2 separate regions of the Macaca mulatta genome follow, and region 2 is linked to region 1. The links are chromatin contacts, called in public Hi-C maps. All regions are on one chromosome and are shown on one strand. Each heading gives the region's core, a stretch centred on a gene start, on an enhancer-like site or on the middle of the called end of the contact. The rest is flanking DNA. Distances are from core to core; before and after follow the strand shown. Region 1 overlaps DAG1 (dystroglycan 1). Region 2 holds the start of APEH (acylaminoacyl-peptide hydrolase).

What was found. Hi-C and Micro-C count contacts between places; a contact is called where the count stands out from the background.
Region 2: a contact with region 1 is called in a Hi-C map of cortical neurons, with 6 times the contacts expected there. The contact joins the promoter of APEH here to the enhancer-like site in region 1. A contact is called at or near these places in 8 of 14 Hi-C or Micro-C datasets (CD4 T cells, blood, cortical neurons and 4 more).

The regions. Positions count from the first base shown.
Region 1 is chr2:112,996,897-113,003,736 of T2T-MMU8v2.0, reverse strand. It overlaps DAG1 (dystroglycan 1), which reads right to left. Exons shown (of 3, transcript NM_001261351.1): 3 at 4,151-6,840. The coding sequence ends at 6,495. Among named protein-coding and RNA genes, the nearest start is that of BSN, 20 kb to the left of the region's middle. Within about 2 kb of position 4,311, at least 16 of the 40 cell types and tissues checked have an H3K27ac peak or open chromatin away from gene starts, as enhancers often do. A contact at or near this core is called in cortical neurons, fetal cortex germinal zone and fetal cortical plate, where this site is marked.
Region 2 is chr2:113,134,204-113,141,043 of T2T-MMU8v2.0, reverse strand. APEH (acylaminoacyl-peptide hydrolase) reads right to left here and starts at 3,541. Exons shown (of 22, transcript NM_001261735.1): 1 at 3,495-3,541; 2 at 3,287-3,419; 3 at 2,606-2,732; 4 at 2,139-2,232; 5 at 1,960-2,035; 6 at 1,706-1,869; 7 at 1,410-1,547; 8 at 1,225-1,316; 9 at 1,108-1,148; 10 at 901-1,022; 11 at 1-61. The coding sequence starts at 3,506. BSN (bassoon presynaptic cytomatrix protein) reads right to left here. Exons shown (of 13, transcript XM_077992567.1): 13 at 6,301-6,840.

The DNA.
Region 1 (6,840 bases), core at 3,062-5,561:
CCCCGTCTCTACTAAAAATACAAAACATTAGCCAGGCGTGGTGGCGGGCGCCTGTAGTCCCAGCTACTCAGGAGGCTGAGGCAGGAGAATGGCGTGAACCCAGGAGGCGGAGCTTGCAGTGAGCCGAGATTGCGCCACGGCACTCCAGCCTGGGCGACAGAGTGAGACTCCGCCTAAAAATATATATATATATATAAATTAGGCGGCTGTGGTGGCGGATGCCTGTAATCCCAGCTACTCCTGAGGTTGAGGCAGGAGAATCGCTTGAACCCGGGAAGTGGAGGTTGCAGTGAGCCCAGATGGCGTCACTGCACTCCAGCCTGGCCGACAGAGCAAGACACTGTCTCAAAATAATAATAATAATAATAATAATACCTAAAGTGTTTGGGTCACACTTAGAACTGAACACGCCTCACACTAGCCACAAGACCCGGACCAACTAACTCCCTTGCCCTCTCTGGGCCTCAGTCCCTTTGCCTCAAGGTAGTTGTCAAGAAAGTGAGCAAAACAGGGAAAGAGTCACCAATGGATTTGGATTTTTAAGATATTGAAATCCCAGGCCAGGCGCGGTGGCTCACGCCTGTCATCCTAGCACTCTGGGACACCGAGGCGGGTGGATCACAAGGTCAGGAGATCGAGGCCATCCTGGCTAAAATGGTGAAACCCCGTCTCTATTAAAAATACAAAAAAATTAGCCAGGTGTGGTGGCGGGCACCTGTAGTCCCAGCTAGTCGCGAGGCTGAGGCAGGAGAATGGCGTGAACCCGGGAGGCAGAGCTTGCAGTGAGTCAAAACTGCACCACTGCACCAGCCTGGGCAACAGAGCAAGCAAGACTCCGTCTCAAAATAATAATAATAGTACAAAAAATGAGCCAGGCGTGGTGGCACGCACCTGTAGTCCCAGCTACTTGGGAGGCTGAGGCAGGTGAATCCCTTGAACCTGGGTGGCGGAGGTTGCAGTGAGCCAAGATGGTGCCACTGAACTCCAGCCTGGGCAACAGAACAAGACTCCGTCTCAAAAAAAAAAAAAAAAAAAAAAAGGAAATCCCAGCGCTTTGGGAGGCCGAGGTGGAATGATGACTTACTTGAAGTCAGGAGTTTCAAACCAGCCTAGCCAAGATGGCAAAACCCCATTTCTACAAAAAACAATACAAAAATTAGCCGGGTGTGGTAGCACATGCCTGTAGTCCTAGCAACTTGGGAGGCTGAGACATGAGAATTGCTTTAACCTGGGAGGCAGAGGTTGCAGTGAGCCAAGATCACGCCACTGCACTCTAGCCTGGGCCACAGAGCGAGACTGTCTCAAAAAAAAAAAAAAAAAAAAAAAATGAAAGAAAAGAAAAGAAGGAAAGGAAAGGAAAGGAATGGGAGGGGAGGGGAGGGAAATAGGCCTGATGCGGTGGCTCATGCCTATAATCCTAGCACTTTGGGAGGCCGAGGCGGGTGGATTGCCTGAGTTCAGGAGTTCGAGACCAGCCTGGGCCACATGGTGAAACCCCATCTCTACTAAAATACAAAAAACTAGCCAGGCATGGCAGCTTGCACCTGTAGTCCCAGCTACTCAGGAGGCTGAGGCAGGAGAATTGCTAGAACCCAGGAGGCTGAGGTTGCAGTGAACTGAGATCATGCCACTGCACTCCAGCCTGGGCGACAGAGCAAGACTCAGTCTCTTAAAAAAACAAAAAACAGGGCCGGGCGCGGTGGCTCAAGCCTGTAATCCCAGCACTTTGGGAGGCCGAGGCGGGCGGATCACAAGGTCAGGAGATCGAGACCACAGTGAAACCCCGTCTCTACTAAAAATACAAAAAATTAGCCGGGCGCGGTGGCGGGCGCCTGTAGTCCCAGCTACTCAGGAGGCTGAGGCAGGAGAATGGCGGGAACCTGGGAGGCGGAGCTTGCAGTGAGCCGAGATCGCGCCACTGCACTCCAGCCTGGGCAACAGCGTGAGACTCCGTCTCAAAAAAAAAAAAAAAAAAAAAAAAAAAAAAAAAACAAAAAAAAAAAAGAAAAGAAAAGAAATAGAGAAATGAACCTTACTCTCGAAAGACTGATGCTTGAATTGGGCCTTCTATGCTTTAGGGGAGCTAGGAAAGGGCCTCTCCTAGGAGCTTGTTCAACCTGTTGGCAACAAGGGGAGGCAAGGCTGTGGGCTGCAATGAGGTAAGTAGTGTGGAGCCTCCAGTCCCCCCAAGACTGGTGGTATTCTTTTTTTCTTTTTTTTTTTTTTTTAGACAGAGTCTCGCTCTTGTCACCCAGGCTAGAGTGCAGTGCAATGGCGCCATCTCAGCTCACTGCAAGCTCCGCCTCCATGGTTCATGCCATTCTCCTGCCTCAGCCTCCCGAGTAGCCCGGACTACAGGCGCCTGCCACCATGCCCAGCTAAATTTTTTGTATTTTTTAGTAGAAACGGGGTTTCACCATGTTGGCCAGAATGGTCTCATCTCCTGACCTCATGATCCGCCCGCCTTGGCCTCCCAAAGTGCTGGGATTACAGCTGTGAGCTACGGTTCCCGGTCCCAAACTGGTGGTATTCTAGAGGCCAGGTTGGCCTAAACACATCACAAGATTTTCCAGCTAACAGCCCTGATCCCAAGACTAGCTCAAAGATCTAGGCCCAAGGCAGTGCCTTTACGCCAAGAGAAAATGCAGATTCCTCTAGAATTTTCCAAGACCAGCACTGTCTCCAAGCCAGGCCAGAGTCATTCCAGGTCAGAGGAATGTGGGAAGGTAGATTCCTGCAGGTCTGATGTTCCTTCTTTCCTGCCCTCCTGTCTACGACCCTCTAACCCCAGCTTAAAAGACCTGAGCAGTCCTCATCCAAATCAAGGAACAGGGATCTGGCAGGAGTGCCAGGGGTCAAGGGTCTGCTGGGCTAAAGAGGGTATATTCCCCCATCCCCCAAAGGAGGCAAGGCAGGGCAAGGCCAGAGGTCCTTCTGGCCTTAATGTTCTCTGCCAAGATCAAGTATTCCCTTACTTGAGTTCAGAACAGTGAGTCCACTCATTACCCAGTGGCTTCAGGTTAGATGTTAAGCAAAACCTCCTGAGGTCAAGAGAGTAAGGATGGGGTAATTTCCTGGGCCCCTGCTGCTAGGCCTAGGGAGTGAAGTGTGTGCTGGGGACAGCCTTTCCCAGCGCTTAGCGTGGTGCACATTCAGGTCTTAACTCCAAGTAGTTGTTGGACCTTCAACAACCCCCGACCCTGGGACTCAGCTCTTATCTGCCTCTCTGGGTCTTGAAAGCTTTGAGCAGAGGAGCAGGGGGCATGGTAAGGAGCCAGTGATGGCAGAGTTGAGCCCAGAAGAGGCACCAGTTGTTCTGTGACCAATCACTCGATTCTGCCCCTTTGCTCCTTGAAATACAGCTGCTGCATCTCCTGCCGCCCACACTCCGGGCAGTGTCCTAGGACAACCCATCTGCCCCTTCCTGGGCACTGAGTCATGATCAGCCTACCCAGCTGGCCTGTCCATCGCAAGCCAGACACTGAAGGTCACCCCCCAACCCCCAGAACCTACAGGTCAACCAAGGCAGAGCAGCCTGGCCAGAAACTATTGTTCCCACCCCGAGGCCAACACAAACCTGCCTTGAGACTACCTGGGAGACTAGCCATTCCCAAGCCCACAAGACAATGTGGGCAGGAGCTGGGGTAGAGCTGCAGCCAGAGGCATCCCTAGGTCCCCATCTTCAGAGACCTGGCCTGAAGGACCCCTACCCAGGAGGTACAGGGGCTGACCCACTCTGGGGCAGAAAACCTGTGACATCTTTCCCACCATCCTCCTTCCCAGCCAGTCTCACTGGGTTATCTGCTATTCCCCACCCCTTACAGATGGGGGACTGAGGATGAAGACTTGTTTTAGCTGGCTCACAGGCAGAAGAGGGGCAAAGGGGGCATTACATGTCGGCAGAGTTTCTGGAGTGCACACCCAGCCCTCCCAGCACATAAATGGTAAGGCTTACGTGGAGGCCACTGGGCCAACCCCAAGTGGACCTGGCTGAGTCTCCTCTTCCCCCTGTCACATGAGCCCCCAACCCCTCATGTCCAGGAACCTCTCCAGATGCCAGGGAAACAGATGCCCAGAGGCAACAGCGTTGTAATAAAGACACTGCTTTTATTTAGTTTGATATGTTTCTTTACAGAATGCAGAAAACACATCTTAAAATCATATAGAAGGAAATAAAAACACATCAGTGGTTGGTGAACACTTGAATGTGAGATTGGCTCTCCATCTCACAGAGTCCAGCGGCCATCAGCAGCCCAGCACTCAGGGGAGCAGGCTGCCTGCAAAGGCATTGTTGCTGTTGTTATTCTGTTCACTGCCCCATCGCCTCCAGTTGCTATGGCAACTGGCCATTCTGGGCCAGCCACGTCTCTTGCATGGCAGTGCCCAATGGTGGAGTTGCTAGGGGCAACGGAGCTGTTTGGAAGGCCTTTCAAAGCCCTCACCTGGAACATTGGGAATTGTTTATTTTTTGATGAGGTCATCAGAAATAATCTCACCAGGTCAGATCCCACTTGTGCTCCTGTCTCTGGGGGCACCAAGGAAACTCTGACTTGGAGGCATGAGCCCAGTCACCAGTGGTCCACTGAGCCTGCATTTACAGGCTCCCCCACAGGAGCACTGCTCAATCCAGAGTACCCCTGGGGACTGGGGCAGGGGAGAGGGGCTGGGCCCTGTGGGAGAAGGCGCAAGGGGAAATGCCCTCTGGAGAACAGTAGGACGGAGACCCCTCCCCTCCTCTCAGCCCTCCCCTCCTGAGGCAGCACACACCAATCCTCTGCAGAACAGTCGATATGGCTTAGAAGTAGCTGCTCCGTGTGCAAAGGGAGCCTGGGTCCACCCACCCACCCTCAATCAGGGAAGGGATACATTATTGCAAAAGGCATTCCTCCCTAAAAGGTACCCAAAATAACTCTCAGACATCAAGAAAAGTCATGCTCAAAATGGTTTCTTCCACAGGAGAATCAAAGCAGAGTGGGCGCCCCTGAGTCATGGGACAGAGATGCAGATGGACGGACGGATGTTCTGCTAAAAAAGGCAAAAGAACCCCAGTGTAATTCCAGAATTTAAACATTAGGAAAAGTAGGGGGAAAAAATCAAAATAAGCAAAGCCGTCAGTTCCATGGAATCAACACTAAGAGCTCGTACAAACTGCTGTAAGCATCACCATTTTTAATCTTTTTAATAAAACAATTTGAGGCTGTATAAAAACTTTAGTAAAAAATTAGCTTTGAGAGCTCACAGATTTTTTATTATGAACTATTGCTGGCACTCCTCCCCAGCCACCAGACCTTTTCCAGTAGTTCAGGCCCAAGGCCTGGGACTGGAGTGCCAGAGAAAAGGGATGGGGTGGGTCCAGGTAGGGTTGTGGACTGTTAGGACAAAGCGGCCAAGGTCAAGTGAGGAAAGAGCATCACATGACATAAAAATATTGCATCTTCACCAAAATGTCCCCCACTGAGTGTTTCAAAAAACCGTGGTATTCCTTTTAGGAGGAAAAAAAAAACCAACAACGCACGCACAGAAGGGTAAAACAAAATAGGTTGATGTGGTCGAGACCTTCGACCTCCCGGGTGACCCCACAAGCAGCTGGCCCATCCTGGAGCACCAAAGTTGGGGGCCACAGCCACCGCTGCCTCTTGGAGTCCCTTTTTCATGGAAATGAAGACCCCTTGGTGGTGGGCCACTAGTGTACGTGGGCTGGAAGTGGGGATGTCCATGGCCCAAGAGACCCCTCCAGCTTCCAGCCCCTGGCAACAGCGGGAGAGCAAACCCAGCACCAAGGACCTGGCATGAGCCAGGGCCGGGAGGCCCCCAATCAGGCTCTGGAGTATCAGAGCAACCAAGTTGACGTAGTGTGAAAAAATAGGATTCCTTTGATAAAAAATACTGTCCCTTGGTCTTCTCTAAGTTTGAAACACCCTGGGAGCTTATTTTTAGCAAAGCAATTCCCCATACCCACCCAAAAATTATACATACAAGTTTAGGTAAACAGCAGATTAAATGTAAAAACTTAACCTTAACTTCTGAAAGTCCTTTGAATTTAATCTTTAGTTACTGTTTTCCATGTTACATCCTGCAGCTAGACACACGTGAATAGAAAAAACAGTACAGTTAGTGTTAAAGGCAAAACGCAGAGAGCCAGGGGGCCACCCGGCACTGCCTGCGAGTTCATTCATGGTTCCTCGCTCCCTCCACCTCCACTCCACATGGTGCTTTCAGAACCAGCCATCAAAAACGAAGCGAAGAATTCTCTATGAACAAACCAAAAGCTGTTAGGCAAAAAATAAAAATAAAAAAGTCCCCAAAGTCTCTCCAGCTGCTTTGGGGTTTGGGAGGACCAGAGAGGGCGGGCTTGTCCAGGCCCGTGTCAGTGTGTGCTAGGTCAGGTGTCGGCTTCCGGTGGGTGATGGTCTGCAGGCCACCGGTCTCCACAGACAACACCATGTTGTCTCCAGGCCCCTGCCCTACCCTGCCTCCACCCAGGCGCTTGCGGGTTAAGGAGGGACATAGGGAGGAGGTGACCGGTATGGGGTCATGTTCTTGGGACGGGAGCCCTTGCCCTCCATGGGTGCTGTGAAGGGCGGTGGGGGCTGGTAGGGAGGCGCATTGGGATCCTCATCCCGCAGGGGCGTGTACTCTCCCACGGTGTCCTGGTTCAGAGGAGTGGTCTCGGGCACACTCTGGTTGGGGTACTCGGGAGGGGGTAGGGGAGCCTTCTCCTCCTGCAGAATGAGTGGCATGCTGGAGGAGGGTGGGGGCTTGGAGTCGTCCAGTTCGTCCGCAAAGATGATAGGCACCCCCTTCTTGATGAAGGTGGCCTGGTCCTCAAGGGTAAGCTTG
Region 2 (6,840 bases), core at 2,292-4,791, 140 kb before region 1:
CTCCCAGCTGCCGAGGCACAATGTCTACCACCACTGAGGTAACCTTGGTATACCAGTCATACTGCAAGAGAACACAATGGTCAGGCCCAGTAGGGGACAGGCAGTTCCCTTCGGGCACAGTGCCCCGTGCCTATCCCCTTTTGCCTCAGGTAGCCCCAGGGGAGGAGGGAACTGGAATAAGCCTGATATATCTCTTTTCTGGTGACCTGGACCAGATGCCCAAGGGGCCTCAGATAGGCATGTCCCTCTGACTTTTTTTTTTTTTTTTTTTTTTTTTTTTTTTTGAGACGGAGTCTCGCTCTGTCACCCAGGCTGGAGTGCAGTGGCCGGATCTCAACTCACTGCAAGCTCCGCCTCCCGGGTTCACGCCATTCTCCTGCCTCAGCCTCCCGAGTAGCTGGGACTACAGGCGCCTGCCACCTCGCCCGGCTAAGTTTTTGTATTTTTAGTAGAGACGGGGTTTCACTGTGTTACCCAGGATGGTCTCGATCTCCTGACCTCGTGATCCGCCCGTCTCGGCCTCCCAAAGTGCTGGGATTACAGGCTTGAGCCACCGCGCCCGGCCGTCCCTCTGACTTTTACTAGGGGCTCAGAGCTCTTCCTGGGGAGGGTCTGGGATTGTGTAACTCCCCACTATATCCCAGCCCCTTGCAGAGCCTGGTTACATGCAGTTGAGAGCCAAGGGGAGGAGCATTCTTGCAGTGCAAAGCTCTCCATGGCAGCACTCTCAACCTCTAGGCCCTGCCTTGAGAGGACAGGCAGAACTCACACTGCTGCTGCACTGAGGACAGAAGGGCACCTACTGAGGGCCCATGGGGAGATGATGCTGGCCCTTCAGCTCTCATCCACCATACCATCTTCTTGCTGACCATCCTCCCATCCCCGCCACCTCCAGCTCACCAGGCACAGCTGGCTGCACTGATGATGGGGGATCAGAGATGGGTACTGCAGGTAGACAATGCGACATTGGTCTGGGCTCAGCCGGGGAGAAGAGACAGCCAGGGAATCATCTGAGAGGAGCTCTGGGCCAGATGGAAACAAGAGCATCACGCAGGCTGGCAGGGCCAACATGTGTCAGCAAAGCACAGGTGGGCATCAGCCACTTACCACACTTCCCCCCGATGAGGTCCACATAGTACAGGGCTGACCTGGAACCGCGAGACAGACATTCAGTCTCAAGGCCAGCTGGGCTGCAAGGTCCCTTGCCTTGCCCCACTCCCTCACCTGCGATTGGTGCAAAAGCGGATGCCCAACCGGAAGGGCTCATGCCACCAGCCCACAAACACCACACCAGCATCTCCAGGGGCCCAGAATGCCTGCAAACAAGATCACAGGGCAGAAGTGAACAAGGGATGGTAGCTGAAGAAGGGCCCCAGACTCCAGGAGGGACATAGGCTGTTGCTGCTGACCTGTCCAGGGGACACATTCTCAGGGACCCCCTCAAGCACAGAGATGTTGCCACTCTCGACATCCAGCACGCAGAGCACAGGGATGCTTTTGGAAACCATGTTTTCTCCCCAGTCTTCGTAAAACACAAACTGATCCCCCTGAGAACACAAGATACTCAATGCCCAGCCTGTCTATAGGACCTGCTCTGCTTCCTAGAAGCTAGTGCCTCCCCAGGTCTGACAAGCACAGTATGGGAAGGGAGCACACTGAGCCCCAGGGCTGCCCTGCTGGGCCTTCGTGGATTGACCACGAGCACCTTGATGGGTTGGTCTGGCTTCTTCAGCCTGGCTATCTCATCATCGCTGGCACTGACGTCCAAGGCTTTGGTCTGAAAGAAGGACTCGGCCTTGGGGCGCTTCCTCTCTGCCACATACAACAAGTGTGTCTCCGAGTGCGACCAGGACAGGCAGCCAAAACAGTCTGGGTGCAGGGAGGGCCAATCAGGGGGGGGCCCAGGGCTACGGCTACCCCTCCTGTCCACCCTGCCTGCTCACCAGCCAGATGCCTCACCATCCTCATAAACAGGCCCATGTTTCTCCAGCACTGATAGGTTGAAACTCTTGAGCTTCCGGTTCTTCTCCCAGACCTGAGGACATCTGGGCATTAGGCTGTTTGCCCGCTAACAGAGCCTTATCTGTGGGGCAGAGCCTCTCTCTAGTCACCCACTACCTGGTCCCATGTAGACTCACCTCCAGGAACTGCTTCTCTTCCCCAGGGCCCGTGCCTCCAGCCTTGCGCAGCACAGCTTTCATGCTGCCTGAAGGAGACTCTCTGCTCAGCAGTCTGTGGACATGGGGTAGCACAGGTCAGGAGTATCTTGCAATAACCCCTTCCTGCTCCCTTACTGGGCACCACCTCTTAGGAGAGATTCTTGAGGCTCTGGCCCCACACCAGCTTCTGGAGTACCTTGCCTTTCCTCCCTGAGGCAGAGACTCTACTCTCCCCAGCTCCCCCAGGCCACCACAGGCTCTAGTCCAGGTGAGTTTGGAGCAAGCCTCCGTTGCTTATCAGGCCATGTCACCAGAAACTGAATGAGCTCCCAAGGGGGCAAGAATCTGGCTCCTGGTCTCCCTTCTAGGCACATGGTGGGCATTCACAAAAGACTTGCATTGCAGACGCTGTGGCCTTGCTCACAAGATTCCTTCCTCAAACTTACTCCCCCCGGGTCTCCACACTGTTGCCTGCAGGTCCGGCAAACACCACTGAGTCCCCGTCATGGAACACCAGGTATTGGCGGCAGAATCGAATGTTCTCCATGCGTTCCAGGTCCCTCTGGGTCCACTCTGTGAGGGGAGGCATGAGGCTGCTCACCTTGTCTTGGCTACTCCTGGCTACTGCCCCCCAGCCCACCTGACCCAGGAAGGCCTAGATCTTCCTCAGTCTCTCAATCTGTCTCCAGACACTGACACCCTGGCTGCGGGCTGGACAACACTTGTCCACAACCCTAGTCCAGGCCTCCAGAGCCTGAGCTGACAGCCTCTTTGAGAGAACCCCCTAGTAACCCCAGCACCCACCCTGGAATCTTGAGGGCAGCCTGGCATGTGTATGGGATGGAGTGTTGGCGGAGCACCCTACAAAGTCCACGCCCTGAACCCAGGTTTGAATTCTACCCCTACACCATCATCTCGTGCACTCATGGGCACCATCCGATAACGCCCCGCACGCCCCCGCCTCCCCACACACCTGTGTGCAGGGACCTGTGGGAGTGTATCCTCCAAGTACAGGCCGGCTCCCCATACACCCTTACACACTGTCAAGCAGCGAGCCCTCCACACCCGCTTCCTTCCCACCCCAGTGCGCGACCCCGTCGCCAGCCAGTTCCCCTTCGCACACACACCAGTGTGCACCGTCCGGTACTGGCCGCCGTACTGTGTGGTGACCTCCGGGCCCAGGCAGGCGGCGCTCAGCGCGGGCTGGCGGCTAAGGCCCCGATACAGAGCCGCCGCCTCCTCGGGCTCGCTCAGCAGCACCTGCGCAGGGGACACACCAGGGTCAGGCCCGGTCCGGGCTGCAGGGACCACGGGGACCGCGGGCCGAGCCCTCACCTGACGTTCCATAGTCTCCTCTCTGCCGCCTGGGCGAGGCGGGGCGGGGGGGTGCTCGCGCCCGGAAGTGAGGCTTCCGGGGGCGGAGCCTGGGACCGCCCGGGCTGTCTCCGCCCCTGCCCTGCGGCAATCTGGGAGGGGGGGCTTTCGGCGAATAGGCGAGAACCGTTGGCAAGGGGCGGGCCTTGACGGTGAGAGGACCCGGCCTGGCAGCGAGAAGTCCCGGGTGGAGAGAGCAGGGGCGTCGAGAGGAGGAGCTGGCCTTCCAGGGGCGGACTAGTCAAGTGGGGGGCGGGGCCGTGGGGCGAGGCGTTGGATCTCGGAGGAGAGAGGGCGGGCCTGTGGAAGCGGAACCCGGGAGCCGGGCTTCGGGGGGGGTAGAAGGGCCTACGAGAGAAGCGGGTGAGACAGGACTGCGAGGCGGAAGCAGCGCGGTCGGACGGGCATGGCCCGAGCACCTGAAGGGCGAGGCCCGAGGGGAATGGGACCAATGAGTCTCTGAGGATGAAGGGCGAGGCGGGCGGGTCCAGAGTGGAGCCCCGCGAGGAATGAGGAGCCGGGAGCCCGTGAGGGTGAGGGCGGGGAGGGGGGAGCCGGCCGCATCGTGGATCTCCCGCGGCTCTGGGGCTGACTGTAGGGTTCCTTCGGGTCCACTACGAGCCGACATTCACTAGACAGTGCCAGGCCCTGCCCTGGAGGGACTCCCAGGCAGACGAAGAAGAGAAAGGCCAGAGTCCGGGCGGAGGGCGCAAAGCAAAGCCCTGGGGTGCGGGGCAGAGGGGCGAGTGCCAACTCTCAGGGTGCTGCCTGGGCTTATCAGTCACCAGGCCTGCCGCAAGAGCTATCTATCCCCGCAGCCTTTACCCACCCTTCTCAGTGGCTCCTTGTTGGGGACTGTGAGCCGGTGGGTTCCTTCCCCTCCTCCCTAGGCCTCAACCTGAGCTCTTGGGTGTGGGGACCCTGGTGGGCTCAGACTCCACCAAGGTCCAGGGAGCTTCCTGTGGAAAGAACCTAGGCAGGCAGGCTTCCTGTGCACGTGACACAGGATTGGCTGGGCTAAGGTGCCAGCAGAGATCAGGAGAGGCTGGACAGTAAGGATGTCCCCTCCATATACCTGAGTCTGGCTGGTCTTCCACATCAGGGCCCTGGCTCCCTGCTCCATGGTGTGCTTGTGATTGAGAGTCCACCTGTCTGGCCTGCAGCTTCCCCTTTCCCATCAGCCGCATCATTACTTACTCAAGATTACTAGTTAAGTTAAAAAAAAGAGTCCTGGCCGGCCGGGCGCACTGGCTCACGCCTGTAATCCCAGCACTTTGGGAGGCCAAGGCGGGCGGATCACGAGGTCAGGAGATAGAAATCATCCTGGCTAACATGGTGAAACCCCGTCTCTACTAAAAATACAAAAAATTAGCTGGGTGTGGTGGCAGGCGCCTGTAGTCCCAGCTACTCGGGAGGCTGAGGCAGGAGAATGGCGGGAACCTAGGAGGCGGAGCTTGCAGTGAGCCGAGAATCGTGCCACTGCACTCCAGCCTGGGTGACAGAGTGAGACTCTGTCTCAAAAAAAAAAAAAAAAAAAAGTTCCGGCCGGGCGCGGTGGCTCACGCCTATAATTCCAGCACTTTGGAGGGCCGAGGCGGGTGGATCACCTGAGGCCAGGAGTTCAAGACCAGCCTGGCCAACACGGTGAAATCCTGTCTCTACTAAAAATACAAAAATTAGTGGAGTGTGGTGGCATGCGCCTGTGATCCCAGCTACTTGGGAGGCTGAGGCAGGAGAATCTCTTGAACCTGGGAGGTGGAGGTTGCAATGAGCCGAGATCGTGCCATTGCACTCTAGCCTGGGCAACAAGAGTGAAACTCTGTCTCAAGGAAAAAAAAAAAGAGTACCAACTTTCTGACGCCACTGCATTTGTGAGTATGTACAGGACTGTATCAAGGCCAGAAACAGGAGTAGAACGAGTGGCCCCAGCCACCAGTTTGGGTGGAAAGATTGGAAACTAGGCTGTTCATCAAGCATTGTTTATGATAGGAACACTGGGAACATAGCACCTGTTCCTAAGGTTGTGTGTGGTAGACTGGCTACGAACTCATGTATCTCTCTGGAGGTTGAGCACTGGAAGACGAACATTTAAGTACCTGAAATAAACATGTGGAAATAAACAGAAAGCTAGAAAACAGGATATATTGCACCTTCTGGCTTCGGTTTAAAATGAAGACTGGAACAACAAACAGGAAAGAAGGACATGCATCAAGATGTTAACTCTGGGGAGAGGGCCAGAGGTGGAGCTGGGATTCTTGTTTATCTGTGTTAAAAAAAAAAAAAATCTAACAACTCTGGGTGACTTTGGTAAGGAGGTACTCCTGACCATCTGAGGAAGGCCTAAGGTCTGACAGCCAGCAAGAGTTTGGGGGTCGGAAAAATCAGAGAAAGGCAGAGAGGTGTAGGGCTTGTTGGCAGCACCAGGGGGCAGCATTTGTTCACTGCCTCCGTGGAACCACAGGAACACACAGAAAGCTGTGTGTGCAGCCAACACACCTAAAGGCCATGGAGGTGCTGTCCCTTAACAGCCTGCGCACTGACTGCCTGCTCCAGGTCCAAGCTTGGGACCTCCCCTTGGGCACCTTTGTGGAGGGCCCAGTGTCTTTGGATGGCTTGGTGTGGACTCAGCCCCATGCTGTGCCAGCACTTCTGCAACTCTGTCCATCCTTTTCCCTTTAACCATGGACAGGATTGTCGCAAATTTGGGGATTTGCTCCTTCAGCTAAGCCTTCCCACTTGAGAAAGCATTCCAGAAACAGTCTGTAGATTGTTTATATCAAGTCCTTTTATTCTGATACCACAGAATTACCTTGTCACAATACAGGGGGAGGGACACTGAAGTACCACGAGTTCTCACAGAGCACAGGAGGACAGCACACAATTCACAAGGTCATGTGGAGGACTCGGGTCATTGCACTTACAACTGTAAACTTGTTTGTTTGACTTTGTACAGCACTCTTCCCCCCTCAAATAAAGAAGGAGAGAAGGAAAGAAAGGGAGAGAGGGAGGAGGAAGGGGAAAGCAAAAACCAAGACATGAAAGCTAGAGGAAAAGGTATTGAGTGGCCACCACTCTCCAGGGTAGTGCATTTGGAGAGAAGGAGCTGATTTCACCCCGGAAACTGAATGAGGCAGAAACATATACACACACACACACACACACACACACACATATGTGCATACACACACAATATCTCACAACTTCCATGGCTCTCCAGTGCCACCCCAGTGCACATGGCAGCAGGGCTGCTGGCACCCAGGGAGACAGAGATGGCATCTCCGAGGAGTTTTAGTTGATTAGGCCTGTC